Regions from separate parts of the Hordeum vulgare genome. Here region 2 is linked to region 1. A link is a contact called in public Hi-C data. All regions are on one chromosome and are shown on one strand. Each heading gives the region's core, a stretch centred on a gene start, on an enhancer-like site or on the middle of the called end of the contact. The rest is flanking DNA. Distances are from core to core; before and after follow the strand shown. Region 1 holds the start of LOC123412567 (importin-9). Region 2 holds the start of LOC123411756 (peroxidase 11).

Evidence for each region. Hi-C and Micro-C count contacts between places; a contact is called where the count stands out from the background.
Region 2: a Hi-C map of leaf shows a contact between it and region 1, with 5 times the contacts expected there. The contact joins the promoter of LOC123411756 here to the promoter of LOC123412567 in region 1. A contact is called at or near these places in 5 of 6 Hi-C or Micro-C datasets (leaf and seedling) and 1 of 1 datasets of contacts at active chromatin or transcription factors (embryo).

The regions. Positions count from the first base shown.
Region 1 is chr7H:121,251,217-121,256,304 of MorexV3_pseudomolecules_assembly, forward strand. It overlaps LOC123412567 (importin-9), which reads right to left and starts at 2,412. Exons shown (of 33, transcript XM_045105517.1): 1 at 2,142-2,412. The coding sequence starts at 2,259.
Region 2 is chr7H:121,697,196-121,702,283 of MorexV3_pseudomolecules_assembly, forward strand. It overlaps LOC123411756 (peroxidase 11), which reads right to left and starts at 2,240. Exons shown (of 9, transcript XM_045104721.1): 1 at 2,137-2,240; 2 at 1,802-1,869; 3 at 713-1,045. It overlaps LOC123411755 (zinc finger protein HD1-like), which reads left to right. Exons shown (of 2, transcript XM_045104720.1): 2 at 25-718. The coding sequence ends at 369.

The DNA of each region.
Region 1 (5,088 bases), core at 1,162-3,661:
GAAGACAATGGCGCCGTTCACAGACTAGCTAGGAGGGAAACTCTGAGCTGAGTAGGCACAGGCACACCGGCAACTTGCACTCCTGGATTTTTGTCCTTCACCCTCCGTAGCCGCATCACGCACCAATCTACCTCCAATGGGTGCACACCGTCAACCGATGGTCAAGGGTATTGATTTTGGAGGAGATAAATGCATGGGCGGTCCTCAAAGTTTCCGAGGTGTGTCAAGTTGGTCCCAAATCTTTGAAAATGCATGTCTGGGTCCTAAATGTTACGTAAGTGATTCATTCCAGGTCCTTTTCTCGTCTGACCAGCTTTGACCCACGCCACGTGGACAGTGGGGCCAGGAGACCAAACGGCTGGTCGTGGATATTTGCATGAAGCCCCCCCCCCAAATCTCATTCAGTAGCGTCCACGGTCCCGTTCCTCTCCAACCCCTCTCTCTCTCTCTGGCAATTTGGGAGGCGACCAGCGGCGGTGATGTTGCGCCTCCGGCGGGCAGATAGCTAAGGCGGTCGCCCCGACGCGGCGGCCGCATGAATGGCGCCCGCAAGCAAGGGGCTCGTGCTGCGGCGACCCGGCGATCCTCTGCCGCGCTACAGTAAGAAACCTAACCCTATCGCAACCACTTTCTCGCCGCCCATCCGAAGTAGCTCAAATTAGCTGTAGATTTTGACAAGATTCGTGATATTTAGGCCCACTTGAGGAGCTCTTCACAGTAGAAATCAACTATGGTGGATTCTTTTGCAGATTAGGCTCGTCCAAATCTTATGTCGATGGCAAAATTGCTCGTTTTGTCTCTTTATTTAGGCCATGTTATGTGTCTTTATTTAGGCCATGTTATGTCTCTTTATTGCCCTGTTTTGCTTATTTATGCTTATTTGTGGACTGTTATCTGCAGGGATTGATAAATGCTGTAAATGCATTGTGGCCTGATGCACAACACAGATTTTGTGTAAGACACCTGCATCAAAACTTTGCTAAGAACTGGAAAGGTGACATCTTCAAAAACAAATTGTGGCAAATTGCAAGAGCTACCCATGAGGCAGATTGGCAGAAGTACATGGAGGAGATGAAGGTGCTGGATGAGCAAGCATGGCAGTACTTGGATGCAATTGACCCAAGATATTGGTGCAAAGCTTTCTTTGATCCACTTCCAAAGTGTGACTTATTACTGAACATATGCTGCCGTCGCAGGTGAAGCTACTGGGAAAGGTGCAACCGACGAGGAAGCCTTGTACTTCAATGTCTTGCCACCCGACGAGCTTCCGGCGAGAGACATGGCGGCGGGATAACAGAGCTAAGGGAGAGCAAACCTAGGGACTGGGGAATAGAAAGACCGAGGCTTATAAGGGTTCAGATGCAAAGTTTCCAACGGCCAGGCGCGGGAATTCTCCCGCCACACGCCCCACTGTCCACGTGGCGTGGGTCAAAGCTGGTCAGACGAGAAAAGGACCTGGAATGAATCACTTACGTAACATTTAGGACCCAGACGTGCATTTTCAAAGATTTGGGACCAACTTGACACATCTCGGAAACTTTGAGGACCGCCCATGCATTTATCTCATTTTGGAGAGAATAGAGAGAAGGGAAAGAAATGAGAATGATATGTTGGAGCCTACATCTAAATATGTGGATTGTCCATGTGAGATGCCACATCTACCCTGACAGTGGTTCAGGGCCATTACTTTGGTGTTTAGCTCAAGCCAAACGCAGCCAATCGAGAACAGGCGCTACCTGCAACAGTTAGTCTCGAGAATGGTGGTTTTGTGGAGAGAGAGACAAATTAAGGCGGTTGTTTTCCACTAGACTGACTCAAAAGTGTTGGTTTTGTGTAATTTACTCCACTACTGCAATGGTGCTCAGCGCAACAGGTCAAGAGCAGTTGCCGCAACAGAAGTTAAGCAGCTCCATGGGTAGTATTTAGGCAATTGCATCTGCCAGGCATCTCCTTAACAGCAGTGGCATGGGGCACGGGAGCTTTAGGACACTGCGAAGCAGTCGCTGGCGCATCTAGGAGGGATCAAATTCGACGCTCTCGCACTCCCACATGGTCAACAGAGCGTGGCCACCTACTCGGAGCAGAAGCGGCCTCGATCCGGCAAGGGCAGTAACCGAGCGAGGGGTGGGGCGAATGCGAACCTGGCTGGAGGGAGGCCTGGCGGAGCGACTCCTCGGCGAAGGCGCGGACCTCGCGGGCGGTGTCGAGGGTGGCCGTCAGGCAATCCACGAGCCACCGCTGGTCCCCGTCCGCCGCCATTGCAACCGATCTTTGACCGCAACCGCCGCCGACGACGACGACGACGACCTCGCCTGGGTTGGAGCTCGGCGCGGTCGCCTTTTGGTTGACCGGGGCTGATTTTGGTTTGAGCGGGATCGCGCGGGGAAGGCGGGCGGGCGGGTGGTGGGAATGGTGGGGGGATTTGGGGGTTTTGCGCTAGGGTTTTTATACGGGAGCGGAGGGTGGGCGGAAGAGGAGAGGAGACAGGGGTGGTGGCGGCCGGGGAGAAGAGGAAATGGGGAGAGCGCGAGCGGGTTGAGAGGGAAAAAAAAGGCTGCGCTGGACTGGGCCGGCTTGCCAGGCTGGCCGGTTGGGTGCGCGTTCGCTGGACTTTTTTGGTGGAGGCGGCTGCCATTTTGAATGGCGGGAAAGGGCATGCCAGTTGCCAGATAGCTGGAGAATTTTAGTCTCAACACACACAAGAACAGATAGCGGGGAATTTCGCCGAAAAATCGCTTCGTTCCTAAATACTCATTCCGTTCCAAAAATCTTGTCTTAGAATTATCTATGTATGAATATATCTAGCCATATCTTAGTATTTAGATACATCTATTTCTAGACAAACTTAAGATAAGAATTTTGAAACGGAGAGAGTATAAGTCTTTTTAGAGATTTCACTAAAAGGTTATATACTAAATAAAATGAATGAATCTATATTCTAAATTATGTCTATATACATCTATATGTTGTCCTTTAATGAAACCTCTTAAAAAAATTATATTTAGGAACGGAAGGAGTAAGTAAGATAGGTAGGAATTCCACTATCTTCCTCATTTTTTCAGCTGGGAATAGTAGTATTTTCCGAGCTTCCTGCAAATATTACTAGATATTTCTAACTCTCCCTCAAATCAAAAGAAAAGATATTTCTAAGTCTCAAACAATTCGATGCAATTGTCATGATTCGTGTCTTTCTACTGTGTGGGGCTCATTGTGCGTAGATCCTGTTGGACGCTCATTGCGTCCAAATGTACTTGGTTCGCATATGAGCGTATGAGGCGTTATGAAAAAAAATGGACCAGCTCATTTAAGCCATATGTACGCTCTACAGATCCTGCTTTTGGAACCTTCTATATTTCAGTCCGTTTTTTAACAGTTTTGTGGGCCTTCTAGATGGATTAGGTCCAACTTTTCCTTTTAATCTGCTTTTCTATTGTTTCCTTCATGACTTTTTTCTTTTTCTTTTTTCAGTGGTTCTTATCTTTTTTCAAATGATCAAAATTTCAAATTTTGTTCACTTTAAAAAAATGATTGAGAATGTACTTTTTCAAACAAAATCTTAATGTATTCAAAAAATGTTCATAATTATTTAATATGTTCAAATTTTCAAAAAAATGGAAATTAAAAATATTGATAGCTCCCCCAAAAAATATTCAAAATTATCAAAAAATTATTCAGAATGACTTGACTGCATTCATATTATTTACTTTCTGATCACATTCATATTGGGCTACTTGATGCCTTGTTGCACTTTTGTTATTATTTACTTTATTGCAATTACTCTTTCATTCAAATAAACCATCAAACATTTTTTGTAACTTTACATTGAACTTAAAGGTGAACTTAAAGGTGAACTTAAAGGCTCATTGTGCGTAGATCCTATTGGATGCTCATTGCGTCCAAATGTACTTGGTTCGCATAGGAGCGTATGAGGCGTTATAAAAATGGGCCAACTCATTTAAGCCATATGTACGCTCTACAGATCCTGCTTTTGGAACCGGGAGTCACTAATTAGCAAGTGCTTCTTTCGGAGCCTTCCAGAGAGCACTCCCACGCGTTGTCACTTGGCGCGTTTTCAGCCACCGCCACGTGTCACGTTTTGAGCATTTTCTTGGGATTTTGTTTTTTTATTTTTCTCGCACGCGTTTTCGGTTTTTTAGATTGGTTTATTATTATTATTTTTTGGTGTTTCGGTTTTTAACCGGTCATTCTTAATTTTTTGACGAAAAAAATTTCAATTTTTTTTCGAAAAAACATGTTTTTGTTTTTTTCATGAGAGGCACGGTTTTGCTTTCGCTGGAGACATGTTTTTGCGTCCCCGAGAGGCACGGTCGTGCCTCTCGGAAACGAAAAAAAACGCGTTTCTGTTTTTTTGGCGAGAGGCACGGTTTTACTTCCACGAGAGACACGAATTTGCTTCTACGAGAGGCGGGATCGTGTCTTTTGGAAAGAGAAAAAACATGTTTTCGTTTTTTTAGCAAGAGGCAGGGTTTTGCTTCCGCGAGAGGCACTCGAGAAGGGAAAAACATATTTTCTGTTTTTTTCCGCAAGAGGCACGGTTTGCTTCCGCGAGAGGCACGGTTTTGCCTTTGTGACAGGCACGCACGTGCCTTTCAGAAAGGAAAAATTGCGTTTTTTTAGAGAGGCATGATTTTGCTTCTCTGAGAGGTACGGTTTTGCCTTCGTGAGTCTCGGAAAGGAGAAAATGCGAAAAAAAACATTTTTTTTTTGTTTTTTCTATCACGGGAGACATGGTTTTTTGGTCCGGTATTTTTCGTAAAAAAAATCAAAATCTATCAACATGGGATTTAGTTTTGAAGATCTCGACGCGAGAAATCCAATGGTGAAAACTGTTCGAGATTTGGACGCAAGGTTTAGGAGATAAGACGTTTTGAAAAAACGAATCTACGAAAAAGGAAAAACTCACACGTTAATACAAGTGACACGCATGCAGTGCACCACTTGTCGCGACCTAGGGTTGGAGTGATCTTTGAAAGGAGTACTCGCTAATTAGTGATTTCGTCTATATTCCAGTCCGTTTTTAACAGTTTTGTGGGCCTTCTAGATGGTTTAGGTCCGGCTTTTCCTTTT
Region 2 (5,088 bases), core at 990-3,489, 450 kb after region 1:
GACCATTTTCTGATTCCATCTCAGATATCTTTCTCAATGGAAGCGGGTATAGTTCCGGACAATACGGTCCAGTCCAGCATCCTGAGACCTGCTGGAGCCATCGGTCTCTTCTCAAGTCCTTCACTTCAGACACCACTTCACTTCAGCTCCAAGGAGAGAGAAGCCAGGGTCCTCAGGTACAAGGAGAAAAAGAAGAGCAGAAAGTTTGAGAAGACCACACGTTATGCAACAAGGAAGGCGTATGCCGAAGCACGGCCAAGGATCAAGGGCCGCTTCGCCAAAAGATCAGATGCGGAAATGGAAGTGGACCAGACATTCTCAACTGCGGCCCTATCTGACAGTAGCTACAGTACTGTCCCATGGTTCTGATGAGGCATCGTATTAGCATATGGACTTATCAGAGTGATAAGGTATAGTATGAGTATTTCAAGCGAATCGATGCTCTGAATAATGGTTGGATATGTGCAACTTAATCATAGATAGCACATATGTGATGTTAGATACTTGCTCAGTCGCTTCAGTTACAAGTGAACAAAGAGCAGTATTTAACGATTAAAAGATGTAATGTAATGGCACATAGATAACTATGGGGCGCGTTGGAATTTCTTTTCTCTTTGACAAAAAATAGCTACCAGCTGATTTCATTGATGAAGGAAGGGTAATAATGTTTTACAGCAGAAAGAAAGGGCAAAGCTGAAAAGGGTGTGAGCACCTGAAGACACAGCTGGCCACCAAAGAATCATGGTGGCTTGAATAGATCTTCAATTGAATGGAACCGTAACTCAACTCAAGGCTTGTTTTTGCTAACCCCCATCAATAAACGAGGTTCTCACCTTGTTTCTGCTAACTAGCTTAGATTTAACAGAATCAAAGCTTGTTCCCTTATCAGATGACATATGAAAGATCATGGTTGAGTATGTCCAGGTATTTATTTGCTTAATAACTATGATCATCCAATCTGATTGGAGTTTCACCGCAGGGGGAGTGATGGCATCCTCACCACTTTTGTTCAGCTGCTAGTGTGCTTGTAGTCCCGAAAATCCTTCTGAAATAAATAAAATAACTAGAGTATAAGAGTTCCCATTTTTCTTGCGTCCCCAACGCATACAAAAGCCTACTTGGTCCCAGAATATAATGCACAATGCACATAAGCCATTTTGCTGCTGGTCCTCTGGGAACTACGGAAACATCGAAACTCGATCGTGTTTGATGCGGAATCTCCTTCTATGCTCGGATTAGTTAGGACTTAGGAGGATTGAACAAGAAGGTAGAAGCTGGAAGCAGTCGCGTATCTTTAAGGGAGACGTGGAGTCGATGCTACAAGCATTAGCTACGTGGGCGATTGCGAGGAATTAGTTGTGTAATAGGTGGATCTCGAGTGGAGTGGGTGTACGTGTAATATGTAACATCCAACGTGGAGGGTTTTTTTCTTCCCCCCATCCCCCCTTTGATATATAGTACGCACACTCGTGCCTATTCAAGAAAAAATAAACCAAAAAGCGCCCTCTCATTCTCAGATAGTTCTACAGTCCCCAAACCGAGCTCAAGAAAGGAGAAAGAAAACTTGAGTTTGGTTCCAAACTTCCAACGCATTGGACAAAGCTAACACATCCAGGAATCTCTTGGGCAAGCCAACAAGTTGGTTTCACTCGTTCCCCGTGCAATCCATTTTTCTAGTGAACTGTAACAAGCTGAACCGATGCATCCTTTTCCATCTAAGAAAATAACTCAAAGAACAACACTGCAATTTTGGCCACATTGGCCATGAATACATTCTGATAAAGGCGGTAGGGGGGTAAACCTTCATCGATATTGTGCAGATGGCTCTGAATCTCCGTAAATCATCCTGTTCCTTTCCACCTTAAAAATCTACACAAAGAGGAGCACTGGCTGGTAAGCACTAAGCAGCAGGTAACGCTCTGTGAATGGGAGCAAAAACTAGACCCCCCCCCCCCCCGGTTGACCGTGTCTAGTTAATATTATCCCTTCTACCAACGCATGATGAGGCCGTGGAAACCTAGAAACGAAGGAGGTAAGATGTATGCCACTTCGCTCCTCGTTTCATGGAACCAGCACGACCAAGATGAACAGAACCCGCAACTAGTGTAATGTAAGGCGCGCGTCGGCGGTGCGTACCTCCTAACTTCCTCGGTCGAGGGGAACGAACTGGCGGTAGACGTGCGGCGGCGGTCGCTGACCAAGTTGCCGCCGCCGCCCGCCGGCGCGGCCTATGCCTGTCCATTCTGCTTTCACGGCGTTGGGATTGGGCCGCATGCCGCCACTGGGGCGACGTTTCCAAGTGGGCCGACCAGATTGTCTTTTTAAAACGGGAGGCACGCTATCGTCTACCTGGGCCGACCAGATATTTTTTTTCTTCCCGTTTCTTTCTTTTCTTCTTTCAATCTCTTTTTAATACTTCGATCCATATTACTCCCTCAATTTATAAATATAGGACCTTTTAAAGATTTTAATACGAACTACACATGGATATATATAGATGCATTTTATAGTGTAGATTCATTCATTTTGCATTGTACGTAGTTCATGTTGGAAACTCTTAAAGGCTTATATTTAGGAACGGAGGGAATACTTGTCTTAGATTTGTCTAATTACATGTGTTGTCACGACGGTGAAATGTTTTCAACACAATTAAAAGGCCATAGAGGAACAATTCTTGATGAAAAAATAGACAAGATAAAATGATATTCTCTCTATATCTACTACTTTAAAACAACAAAAGGTTCTCATTTCACCCTCTTCTTTGTCCAATCACTTTATATATGGTCCCCTCTACCATTTTCATATTAGATTTTTTCCTCGCATCTCTGCTTTTTCTTCCAAATACTAATATTCTTTGATAAGTTGATAAATTCTTATGAAATATGTGCTTAACAATAAGGTCTCTTTTTCCCATCTCTAATCATTCTTCTAAATAATATTTTATTTGATAAGTCAATAAATTCTTATCAAATAAGTGCTTAACAATAGGATGGCAGGTAAATGGTGGCAATTGCATACAAAAACTTGCTAAGACATTAACATAAAATTGACATTCAGTTATAGTCTTGTTGGGTTCTACCGTAGGTGTATCACATGCAAATTAAAAAAATCCTATGAGCAGAACAACCAAGAACATGCTTCGGAGATGGATCACAAATCGTTACCCGCAATGTCGTGCAGCGGAAGTAGAGTTGGGCAACGCGTCCGTGTGGTTTGTCTCCTCCTCGTCCAATCTCCCTCGAACCGCTAGTTGCCGGATCCTCTCCGTCGAACAACCGATCATCGAATCCCGCGTACAGGTTCGTCGGAGCGGCGCAAGTGCACCGCCTCTAACGGTATCTGCACGTGTAGGAGAAACACTATGTGGCTGACTCCTAGGTCCGGATCACACAGTCGGCGGCGGCGAGTGGAGGTGGCTAGTTGCAACACATGCAAATCCCTGATGATGATGCCGAAGCGATCAACCGAATGAGTGTGCCGCACCTCCACCATATATATGTTGGAAATATGCCTTAGAGGCAATGGTAAATAGTTACTATTATATTTCCTGTTTAAAGATAATCGTTTATTATCCATGCTATAATTGTATTGAATGAAAAAATAGATACATGTGTGGATATGTAGACAAAACGATGTCCCTATCAAGCCTCTAGTTGGATAGCAAGTTGATCAATGATAGTCAAGGTTTTCTGACTATATGCAAGTGTTGTCACTTGATAACTGGATCGCATCATTAGAAGAATCATGTGATGGACTAGACCCAAACTATGAACGTAGCATATTGATCGTGTCGTTTTATTGCTATTGTTTTCTGTGTGTCAAGTATTTGTCCCTATGACCATAAGATCATATAACTCAATGGCACAGGAGGAATACCTTGTGTGTATCAAACGTCGCAACGTAACTGGATGACTATAAAGGTGTTCTACAGGTATCTCCGAAGATGTCCTTGAGTTAGTATGGATCGAGACTGGGATTTGTCACTCCGTGTGACGGAGACGTATCTCGGGGCCCACTCGGTAATACAACATCACACACAAGCCTTGCAAGCAATGTGACTAAGTGTGAGTCACGGGATCTTGTATTATGGAACGAGTAAAGAGACTTGCCGGTAACGAGATTGAAAAAGGTATGTGGATACCGACGATCAAATCTCGGACAAGTAACATACCGAAGGACAAAGGGAATGACATACGGGATTATATGAATCCTTGACACTGAGGTTCAACCGATAATATCTTCGGAGAATATGTAGGATCCAATATGGGCATCCAGGTCCTGCTATTGGATATTGACCGAGGAGTACCTCGGGGCATGTCTACATAGTTCTCGAACCCGCAGGGTCTGCACACTTAAGGTTCGATGATGTTTTAGTATGGTTGAGTTATATGTGTGGTTACCGAATGTTGTTCGGAGTCATGGATGAGATCACGGACGTCACGAGGGTTTCCGGAATGGTCCAAAAACGAAGATTGATATATAGGATGGTTTCATTTGGTTACCGGAAGGTTTTCGGGCATTACCGGCATTGTACCGGGAGTGACGAATGGGTTCCGGAAGTTCACCGGGAGGGGGGCAACCCACCCGGAGGAAGCCCAATGGCCTTAGGGGGCCTTGGCACCAAGAGAAGAAAACCAAAGAGAAAAAAGGGAAGGTGGGAAGGAAGAGAAGGACTCCACTTTCCAATCCTAATTGGAGTAGGATTCCTCCTCTCCTCCTAGACGGCGCACCCTTGAGGGCTTGGACCTCAAGGCAAGCCTCCTCCCCCTCCCTCCTATATATAGTGGTGATTTAGGGCTGATTTGAGACAACTTTTGCCACGTGCAACTCAGATCTAGACACCATAGTTTTACCTCTAGATCGTATTTCTGCGGAGCTCGGGCGGAGCCCTGTAGGAGTAGATCGTCACCACCACCGGAGCATCGTCACGCTGCCGGAGAACTCATTTACTTCTCCGTCTTGCTTGCTGGATCAAGAAGGCCGAGATCATCGTCGAGTTGTACGTGTGCTGAACGCGGAGGTGTCGTCCGTTCGGCGCTAGATCGAAACGGATCGCGGGACGGTTCGTGGGGCTGATCGAGGGACGTG